2 separate regions of the Lactuca sativa genome follow, and region 2 is linked to region 1. The links are chromatin contacts, called in public Hi-C maps. All regions are on one chromosome and are shown on one strand. The core of a region is the stretch at or near the end of the contact, and the rest is flanking DNA. Distances in the headings are between cores, read along the strand shown. Region 1 holds the start of LOC111895248. Region 2 holds the start of LOC111895292.

Region 1 (4,657 bases), core at 890-3,389:
CCTGATATCAAAAGCAAGAAAGAATATTATCATATGTTTAGTCTTTTTCTCAATTAAGGCATGGTTTAAGTAAGCCTATGATGTTTATTGTTTAGTAAACCTCATTGGAATTTGCGATGTTCGGTCTTTCTCCATCGTTTTCCTTTCCAATCGCATGCTTGTCTGAGATTTCATCGAAGCTTTTTCAAAATTTGTCCTATTCTTTGTTTTATGATGTTCATTACTTTTCATCATGATAAAACCCTTTGAATGTTTCAATGTATTGTCCTATTCTTTGTAGTTATTTCAAAGGTTACATACGTGGGTCTTTTGTATATTCTTGTGGGAATTATCACTAGATTTCACATCACATAGTAACAAAATCACCTAAGTCTGATGTTGAATGATATAGCCAGGTAAAAATTATCGAATACATGAAATAAGGGTTGTTAGATAAGGCTTTTAGCCAATAAGCAACAGTGTCGAACCAAATTGTGGTATGTATGAGGATTTTTGTGGTTGTAGGTTGTAGGTTGGTAGCTTTTCAAGATAAGGTCATTATCCTAGATCGATCCCCAATAATCTAAGGGTTTTTTCACCTCTCATTTGATGACTGTATGTATAATTGTAACTAGTTTGTAGTCATCATTATACTATATTAGTAGTGGTCCCAATACCTGTGCATCTTTCTGTTTGGTATCTATGTGATGTATAAGATACATTGTTTTGGAGTTTGTAGTTTGTCAGTTTCTGTAGATGGGCCCCAACACCAACTCTTGTATTAGAAATCTGTGTAATTTTGAGATTTATGCATATTTCACTTCGTCTAGGATGTATATTGGACATGTGTTCCACCTGTGCTTATGTTGTCACTAGAATTTTATTTAAAAAAAATGGTAAACCGTATCATCTGAGTGGTCCAAGCTGTCTTAGGTTCACGTGAGAGGTCAATCAATGAATACTAACAATATTTTGTGTGTGTTAGGGTTAGAACCCTTGACCTCTTGTGCGGTATTCCACTCCTCAGCCACTACACTCCCATCTTAAGGACTTGTAAAATTTATTTAAAGAGTAAAAAGTTAAAGAAATAACATTCGGGTATTTTTGTCTTTTAACAAATAATTAAATTCCTTTCAATTTCTTGAATGATTCCTACGTAATTCAAGTCCTATTTGAATCTTGAATTCCAAAGACGGACACAAAATGAAATCTTCAATGGTTACAGTGTGGGTCTGATTTACATCTCAAATGATGTTTAGGGTATTATGAACAACTTAAAAGTTGCTAGAAGAATAACTTTAGATTTCAATCTATTGGTGGCATGTTTTTTGTCATACAAGATTCCACTATTGGATTAGATATTTACTTTATAAGTACTCAAACCCTCCCATCAAGAGTTCTTTCTTTTTAGTGGGGGCTGAGTTGGTGTTCTATAAAGTGTTGAATAAGAAGATATGTTTGCATATATTCATCCTTCTTGGACAGTTTGTGCTACTTGTAAGTTGTAATAAGACAAACCAATCACTTGACTGGAGTCCACAAAGAAAAACAGAAACTTCAAGAAACACCGGATGTGTACAAATGATGTTCCAAACCATAATATCTATGTAAAATTAATATAAAAAAAATATAAGGCTAGCTAGATAAAAATGAACCAGTGAAGTTATGATCTTAAAGAACCGAAAGAAGTCCAGATCATCAATGTCTTTTACTTGTCTTGTTTCCATCAACCAATCATGAAGCACCAAATCATCACATGGACAAATGGACGATCCTGTATGTCACCACATCAGCAGTAAGCTTGGTGCAGCATCCCTATGTATATTCACTAGAATCTGTGATCATGAATTGCCATATGTCACATTCTGATTTGCTAAAAGGTTTTGAGGACGATAAATTCATTGTCTTTTTATGGTAATGATGCTTTTTTTTTTTCCAAGTAGCATATTGGTGAATAGTCTTGAAACTTTAGAGAATGTCTAGGGTAGGTGGGACCCACTGGTCACGTGAAGGGGGGCTGCCACATTGGATTCCTACAAGACAGAAATGTTGAACTCCAAATCTCCTCTAAACCCTTCTCCACCAGTTATCATCTATCTCCCACATGGACTCCATGGCCCACCCCACCATCTCCTTCACCATTTTCATCTCTATATAACTTTCAAACGCATTTTCCTTGCTTCATGATCGCTAGCTCTCATCACTCTCTATACAACACAAAAATCCTTCACATATATACATGTCCATATTTGTATCACAAAACCAGTGAAAGTGATAATTAAGATGGATGACTCTTCAGCTTCATACATACACATGGTAACAACAACAATAACAACAAAAACATATGGTTCATAATTCATATGGAAAGTTTTATAGATGATCATAGTTAAAAGTTTAACTATATATATGCATGGTGTGATTTGTTTTAGGTGCAACATCTTATAGAAAAGTGTTTGATCTTCCGCATGAGCAAAGAAGAGTGCATGGAAGCCCTATCTAAACATGCAAACATCAAGCCGGTCATCACCTCAACCGGTTAGTTTCCTTTCCTTTCCTCTACCTCAAACTATATATATACAGATCATTCATATATGACCATGCATGCATGGCCATACACACATGATCAGCTAGAGCTAGACACAATCCCAATATATGTTGGAGTCTCCATTCTCTTCTTAAGAGTTATCTTTCGAAAAAAATCAAGAAATCTATATCTCCAACATGGTATCAAAATAAACATCTAGCACACATGTCATCATCTAATCAAAACCTATAGTCACATCGGTTAGACACAGTCCCCTCCTACTGCTTGTATATATGTTGGCGTCTCCCCTCTCTTCCTTATGGGCTCTTTTGGAAAGAAAATCAACAATTTAACATATCTAACATGATATCAAAGCCATCATTGAGCCTCCATGTTAGGGGTCATGTGTAAGTCCCACATCAACTAGCTAGACACACTCAAATCTACGTGTATAGATTATGTTGGAAACTCACTATTTGTTAAAGGACTCTTTTGGAAAGAAAATGGACAGTAGATCCGATCCATATATATATATATATATATATATATATATATATATATATATATATATATATATATATATATATATATATATATATATATATATATATATATATATAACCATGATCCTAACCGAAATTGTTAAATATGATCACATTATTATTAAAAGTGAAACAAAACCCTACACATAACATGCAGTGTGGAAGGAGTTAGAGAAAGAGAACAAGGAGTTCTTTGAGTCGTACTTGCAGTCTCAGTCATCAACAGGAGCAAGTCGACAGATGTCGGAATCAGAGACGAGCGAGTTGATTCAAAAAATGATATCTGATAACAAATCAAACAACTCAGACAAGGATGATGATGATGAGTAATTAAAATATGGCATAACATGGTGACTCATTAACGTCTAGCTACTTTTTCATGCCTCCCCTAATCTATGCATGTATGTATGTATGTATGTATGTATTATTATTGATCTTACCATCCTGAAACAAAAGGGAAATGACCAGATTGCCCGAGATGACATAAGGGTATTTCAGTAAATTCAGGTGGGGTTGGGTGGGGATATTGAATCTTAGTGGGAAGAAGTCACTTTATATGTGATGTCATGTGAGGATTGTCCTTATTGTGGTAGCTAGCTCTCCTGTTTATAATAATAAATGAAACTGAATATGTTGGTCCATTTCATATTCTTATTCTCGTTTTTTAATTGAAAGTTGTTAATTACTTGTACTCGAAATCAAGATTTATGGTTGGAACAAGAAGTATTTGGACCATGCCAGACTAAATGAGTGATTGGGGGTTCAAGAATAGATTGTAAATAACATATAAAATGGAAGTAATCATTTAATATATTGGCCAAACTAGATGTTTGATCTATATATTGTATGAGTTTATTTGAAAGAAAAATAAAATATAAATTTTTAAACATTTCAAAAGTGTGAATTTATAAGAAAAGTGAAAAATATTGAATTATTAAAATTAAAGGTTTTTTTTTTATTTTTTTATTTTTAAATTTAGACAAATAATTTAGATGAATAAACAAATGAAACTAATATGACTTTAATTTAGTAATTTTGAAATTAAAAGAAAGTCCATTAATGAAATTAATATGTATTTATTGTTATATTTTATTATTATATCCTACCTAATAAATGAAAATACTTTTGATACTTGTCATTTTTTCTTTCATTTTGATATATGTCATTTTCTAGAATTTTTAAAATTATTATTTTCCAGTTGTCATTTTTTAAGGATTTCAATTTTTTCTTAAAATAAATTTCCAAAAAATTCTAATGGGTTATATATATATATATATATATATATATATATATATATATATATATATTTGAGACTTGTCATCTTTACTTTCATTTTGATATATATCATTTTCTAGAATTTTTAAAATTGTTATTTTCCACTTGTCATTTTTTAAAGATTTCAATTTTTTCTTAAAATAAATTTCCAAAAATTTCTAATGGGTTATATATATATATATATATATATATATATATATATATATATATATATATATATATATATATATATATATATATATATATATCATTCTGTTAATTTGATAATAAATTTTCATAAGTGATCCAAACAATTTGATTTCTTTTATAAATGTTACAAAAGATTACATTTTTTTTT
Region 2 (4,657 bases), core at 1,274-3,773, 880 kb after region 1:
GATTTGTGTACGTTTTTTGTTTAATTATTATCAGAGTTTTGATATTATTTGAAGGTTGTTAGCATTCAATTAAATATTGGATTTTGCTTTGAAGTTGAGGCAGAGTTGTCTTGTTGATTTGATTTTATATTGGTCTATAAATCGTTGCTGCTATATCCATATATATGAACCTGAATAATTCATTTAACTCCTTATTTTGTTGATTTGGATAATTACGTTGATGTTAGGGTTAACAATTCAGCACTAAAATTAGATTTTCGTTTTAAGAGTGTATAATGTAGTATGATACTACGTCACATGGATTTTATTTAAGAGTGTATAATGTAGTATGATACTACGTCAAGCTATAAGTTTCTATTTACCTCATTGATACATCTAGGTTGTTTCTACTTTTTTTAAAAGCCACCGATAATATCCTAAACATGTCATTAAACCTTTGGAACTTTATTACACAAATCTATGTCTTTCAAGTGATGATCCAATAATTTAAACATTCTAAGCTTAGTTTAGTTCTCTTAAAAATCATACAAGCTCCAATTTCTTATTAATCCTTTAACAAATAGATAGTAAAAACAAAATAAGCTTTTAATTTGACCAAGTGCACCAAAATTATTACATTTCTATATGGTAGACTGGATTAAAAGTTAAGTTGAGTAATATGTAGAGCTTGAATCACCACTGAAGCCTTAAGTTAAAGTTAAAAGCCAAACAAAGATCCATAGAAGCAATTCCTAACAAATGATCGATTTTATAACTTAAACATTGTTTCAGAATAGAAAAATGAGTTTAGAATCTTTATCAATTTCATGAAAACAAGTTTAGAATCTTTATCAATTTCATGAAAACAAGTTACGTTTAGATTCCATCATTGTTAGCGATTCAAAGCTTCAAAAACAATTTCAAACTCCATATCAAACATGGCATATGAGGTTATTTTAGAACAACTTACACATACACATCACTTTATTCCTAAATCTACACATTTCGTCCACAACAAGACATAAATCTTCAACCTTTGATTGAATGACACATATCTGTCAACTCCTGATATCGTTATGCTAAAGGTAAAGGATATTTACATGAAGTTTGAAGAGTACATGTCAAAATAGAACTAGAAACTACTTAGAAGTCATCAATCACAAACAAATGGAGGATTCTCCAAACACTGAGTCGAAACTTATAAACAATCAAGAACTTGAGAGAAAAGAAATAATTTTCAATCTTCATTGTATTGATTAACTGATTACAAAGAAGATAACAAGAACTTTATATATATACTACTCTATAAAAAACAACGACTGATAACTAATTAGTAATTAAATTACTATAATACCCTTAACAACAATAACAGAACAGAGAAGCTATCACCCCCCTCAAACCGGGGGGGGGGGGGGGGGGGGGGGTATGGAAGTAACCCAAGTTTGTTTGTTGCATCTTGATGTGCTGGTCCATAGAGAGGTTTGGTAAAGACATCAACCAATTGTTGTTGAGTAGAAACGTGAGACAAAGAAATCAGACCAGCTTGAAGCTTCTCTCGAACAAAATGATAGTCGAGTTCAATATGTTTTGTTCTTTCGTGGTATACAAATGGCAGCTTGATTATCACACTTGAGAGGAATAGGGGTAATATTGTCCACTTGTAATTCAGATAAGAGACGGCTTAGCCATGCTAATTCTGCACACACACGCCTCCTAGACCTGTATTCTGCTTCAGCATATGATAAGGAGATAGTAACTTGCTTCTTTGACTTCCATGAAATAGGAGTATCCCCAAAAATAAAGAAACCACTAACACTTCTTCTTGTGATTGGGCATGATGCCCAATCAGAATCATAGAAAGCTTCAATGTTAAAAGAAGGATTTTTATTGAAAAATAACCATTGTGTTATAGTGCCTTTAAGATATCGTAATACATGCATGCCATCATTGTAATGAGCTTGACATGGAGTTTGGCTAAATTGACTCAAATACCGAACTGAGTATGCCAAATCTAGTCGAGTATGAAGAAGGAAATTCAATTTCCCAATGAGCTGGCTGTACATAGTAACATCTGGCAAAGGTTCTTCCATTAAAGGCAATAAATGAAGTTTCAGTGATAAAGGAGTGGTAGTGATAGATTGTTCTTGCATTGAATAAGCAGAAATAATTTCGTTGACATACTTTTGTTGATTAATCACCATTCCGTTTGCAACTATATTAAACTTTATGCTCAAGAAATAATGAATGTGACCCAAATCCTTGATTTGAAATTTATTATGAAGTGACTTGAGAGATTGAATCTCTATGTCATCATCTCCTGTGACCAACCTATCATTAACATATATGGCAACAATGACTATGTTGGTAGGATTTTTCTTTATGAAAAGTGAATAATCATTTGATGACTGTGATATCCTTTAAGAACAAGAGCAGATGAAAGCTTATCATACCACTGTCTTGATGCTTGCTTTAAACCATACAATGGCTTTTTAAGTTTGCCAACAAGTGAAGAAGAAGAAAGAAAAAGATCAGGTGGAGGCCTCATTTAGACTTCTTCATAAAGATCCCCATGCAGAAATGCATTATTTACATCAAATTGATGTACATTCCAACCCCTTTTCATGGCTATAGAAACCATGCATCTAACAGTGGTGAACTTTACAACTGGTGAAAAAGTTTCATTGTAGTCTATCCCCTATTTTTGAGTAAAACCCTTTGCTACTAGCCTTGCTTTATGTCTTTCTACAGTACCATCTGCTTTGTATTTGATTTTGAATACCCATCTACAAGCAATTGGTTTCTTCCCTTATGGCAGTTTTACGATTTCCCATGTGTGATTTCCATCTAAAGCTAGTAACTCTTTTCTCATAGCTTTTTCCCACTGAGGCTTAACTTTAGCTTAATGATAAAAAGCAGGTTCAATTTCCATGTGTGGAAAATGGGATGAGGTTTTGGTAACAACTAAATAAACACTTTGAATCTGGGAATGAAGACCAATACATAAATTGGTGAGAGTGTGAGAACAAGAAGAAGATGTATCTCTAACAACAGAATTACAAATATAATCTTGAAGATGAATAGGTGGTTGAGATATTCTGGTTGTTCTCCTTAATAAGGGTTCTTGAATAGGTGAATCAGGTAAGAAAGAAGTAGCTGGAGAAACATTATTACCAGAACTGGGAATAAAATTAGGATCAAGGGTAAAATTGGAATTTTGAACAACAGGATCAGAAATAGGAGTGGGAATGAAAGAATTCGTGTCAAGAAGTGATAAAGAACGATCTGATGAGTGTAATGGGAAATTATTCTCAAAGCATTTGACATCTCTTGAAATCGAAATAGATTTGGGTACCAAATCTAAAACTTTGTATGCCTTTTGACCAGGAGGATAACCAATAAAAATGCATGGATTAGCATGTGGCATGAATTGATCTCTTCCTTGAGGTAATGATGAAACATAACACAAACAGCCAAAACTTCTTAGTTGATCAAATGAAGGTTGTTCTTTATACAAAATTTGAAAAGGACTTTGACCATCTAGAACTTTGGAAGGAATTTTATTGATTAAATGAACTGCAGTCTTGACACAATCGCCCCAGTAAGCAATGCCAATTCTTCACTTAAAATAAAGAGCTCTGGAGGTGGCTAAAATGTGTTGATGCTTTCTCTCAACAACTCTATTTTGTTAAGGATTGTAGGGAGTAGATTTCATATGTAAAATACCATTATCTTGAAAAAATGAAATGCCTTCTGAACTAGATCCCAACTCCATAGCATTATCTGTTCTGATAACTTTGACCATTGTATGAAATTGTGCCTTGACCATTTTTACAAAAGATTTGACAAGATGCAAGGCATAATGTTTTTGTGACATCAAGTGTACCCATGTATGCCTACTGTGATCATCAATAATGGTGATAAAATACTTAAAACCATCATATGTAGCATGTTTATAAGGTCCCCAAATATCAACATGGATCAAGTCAAAAGGATTTTTAGATATAGTATCACTGATAGGAAATGGTAATTTATGTTGATTAGCTTTAGCACAAACAAGACATGAATTAATATTCATTTCATTACATTTTGAAGAAATAAGAGAAAGTTCTTTTAGTTTGGCTAAAGGAACATGACCTAACCTGTTATTCCACAACATTGTTTGAACATTAGAAGAAATAGTGAATACATACGTTTGATAAGACAAAGAAGAAGGAAAAATAGAGAAATTATAGACTAAAGACTGCTTGACTTGATGATGTTCAAACACATATAGATCATTGATTCAAACACATGTAGAAGACAATTTTCATCAGTGAAAATTGCAAAAGTCTTAAGATGAGAAATGAGCTTAGGAATAGAAACAAGGTTATACTTGAATTCAGGAACATATAAAACTCCATGAAGTGTTATGGAATCATGAATTTCAACATCACCAATGTAATTGACAAAAGTGCCCTGACCATTAGGAAGCCCAAGAGATTGAGGGTGAATAAGTTTTGTAAGAGAAATACAGAAATCTTGACTAGAACAAATGTGGTCAGTGGCTCCTGAATCTATGATCCAAGAATTATGTGTTTGAAGAAGATGCGAGGACTTATAAGCATTTGCACAAAAATGTTCAAAAGAAAAAAAAATGTACCATTAGGATTAAGAGATCCTTCAGTAATGGCAGAATTGA

Evidence for each region. A called contact is a pair of places that touch in the nucleus more often than the background predicts.
Region 2: a Hi-C map of seed shows a contact between it and region 1, with 4 times the contacts expected there. The contact joins the promoter of LOC111895292 here to the promoter of LOC111895248 in region 1. A contact is called at or near these places in 2 of 4 Hi-C or Micro-C datasets (leaf and seed).

The regions. Positions count from the first base shown.
Region 1 is chr9:95,453,770-95,458,426 of Lsat_Salinas_v11, forward strand. It overlaps LOC111895248, which reads left to right and starts at 2,140. Exons shown (of 3, transcript XM_023891338.3): 1 at 2,140-2,295; 2 at 2,409-2,514; 3 at 3,203-3,686. The coding sequence starts at 2,263. The coding sequence ends at 3,375.
Region 2 is chr9:96,336,400-96,341,056 of Lsat_Salinas_v11, forward strand. It overlaps LOC111895292, which reads right to left and starts at 2,524. Exons shown (of 2, transcript XM_023891384.1): 1 at 2,430-2,524; 2 at 1,557-2,307. The coding sequence starts at 2,524. The coding sequence ends at 1,557. LOC111895270 (60S ribosomal protein L35) reads left to right here. Exons shown (of 4, transcript XM_023891360.3): 4 at 1-98.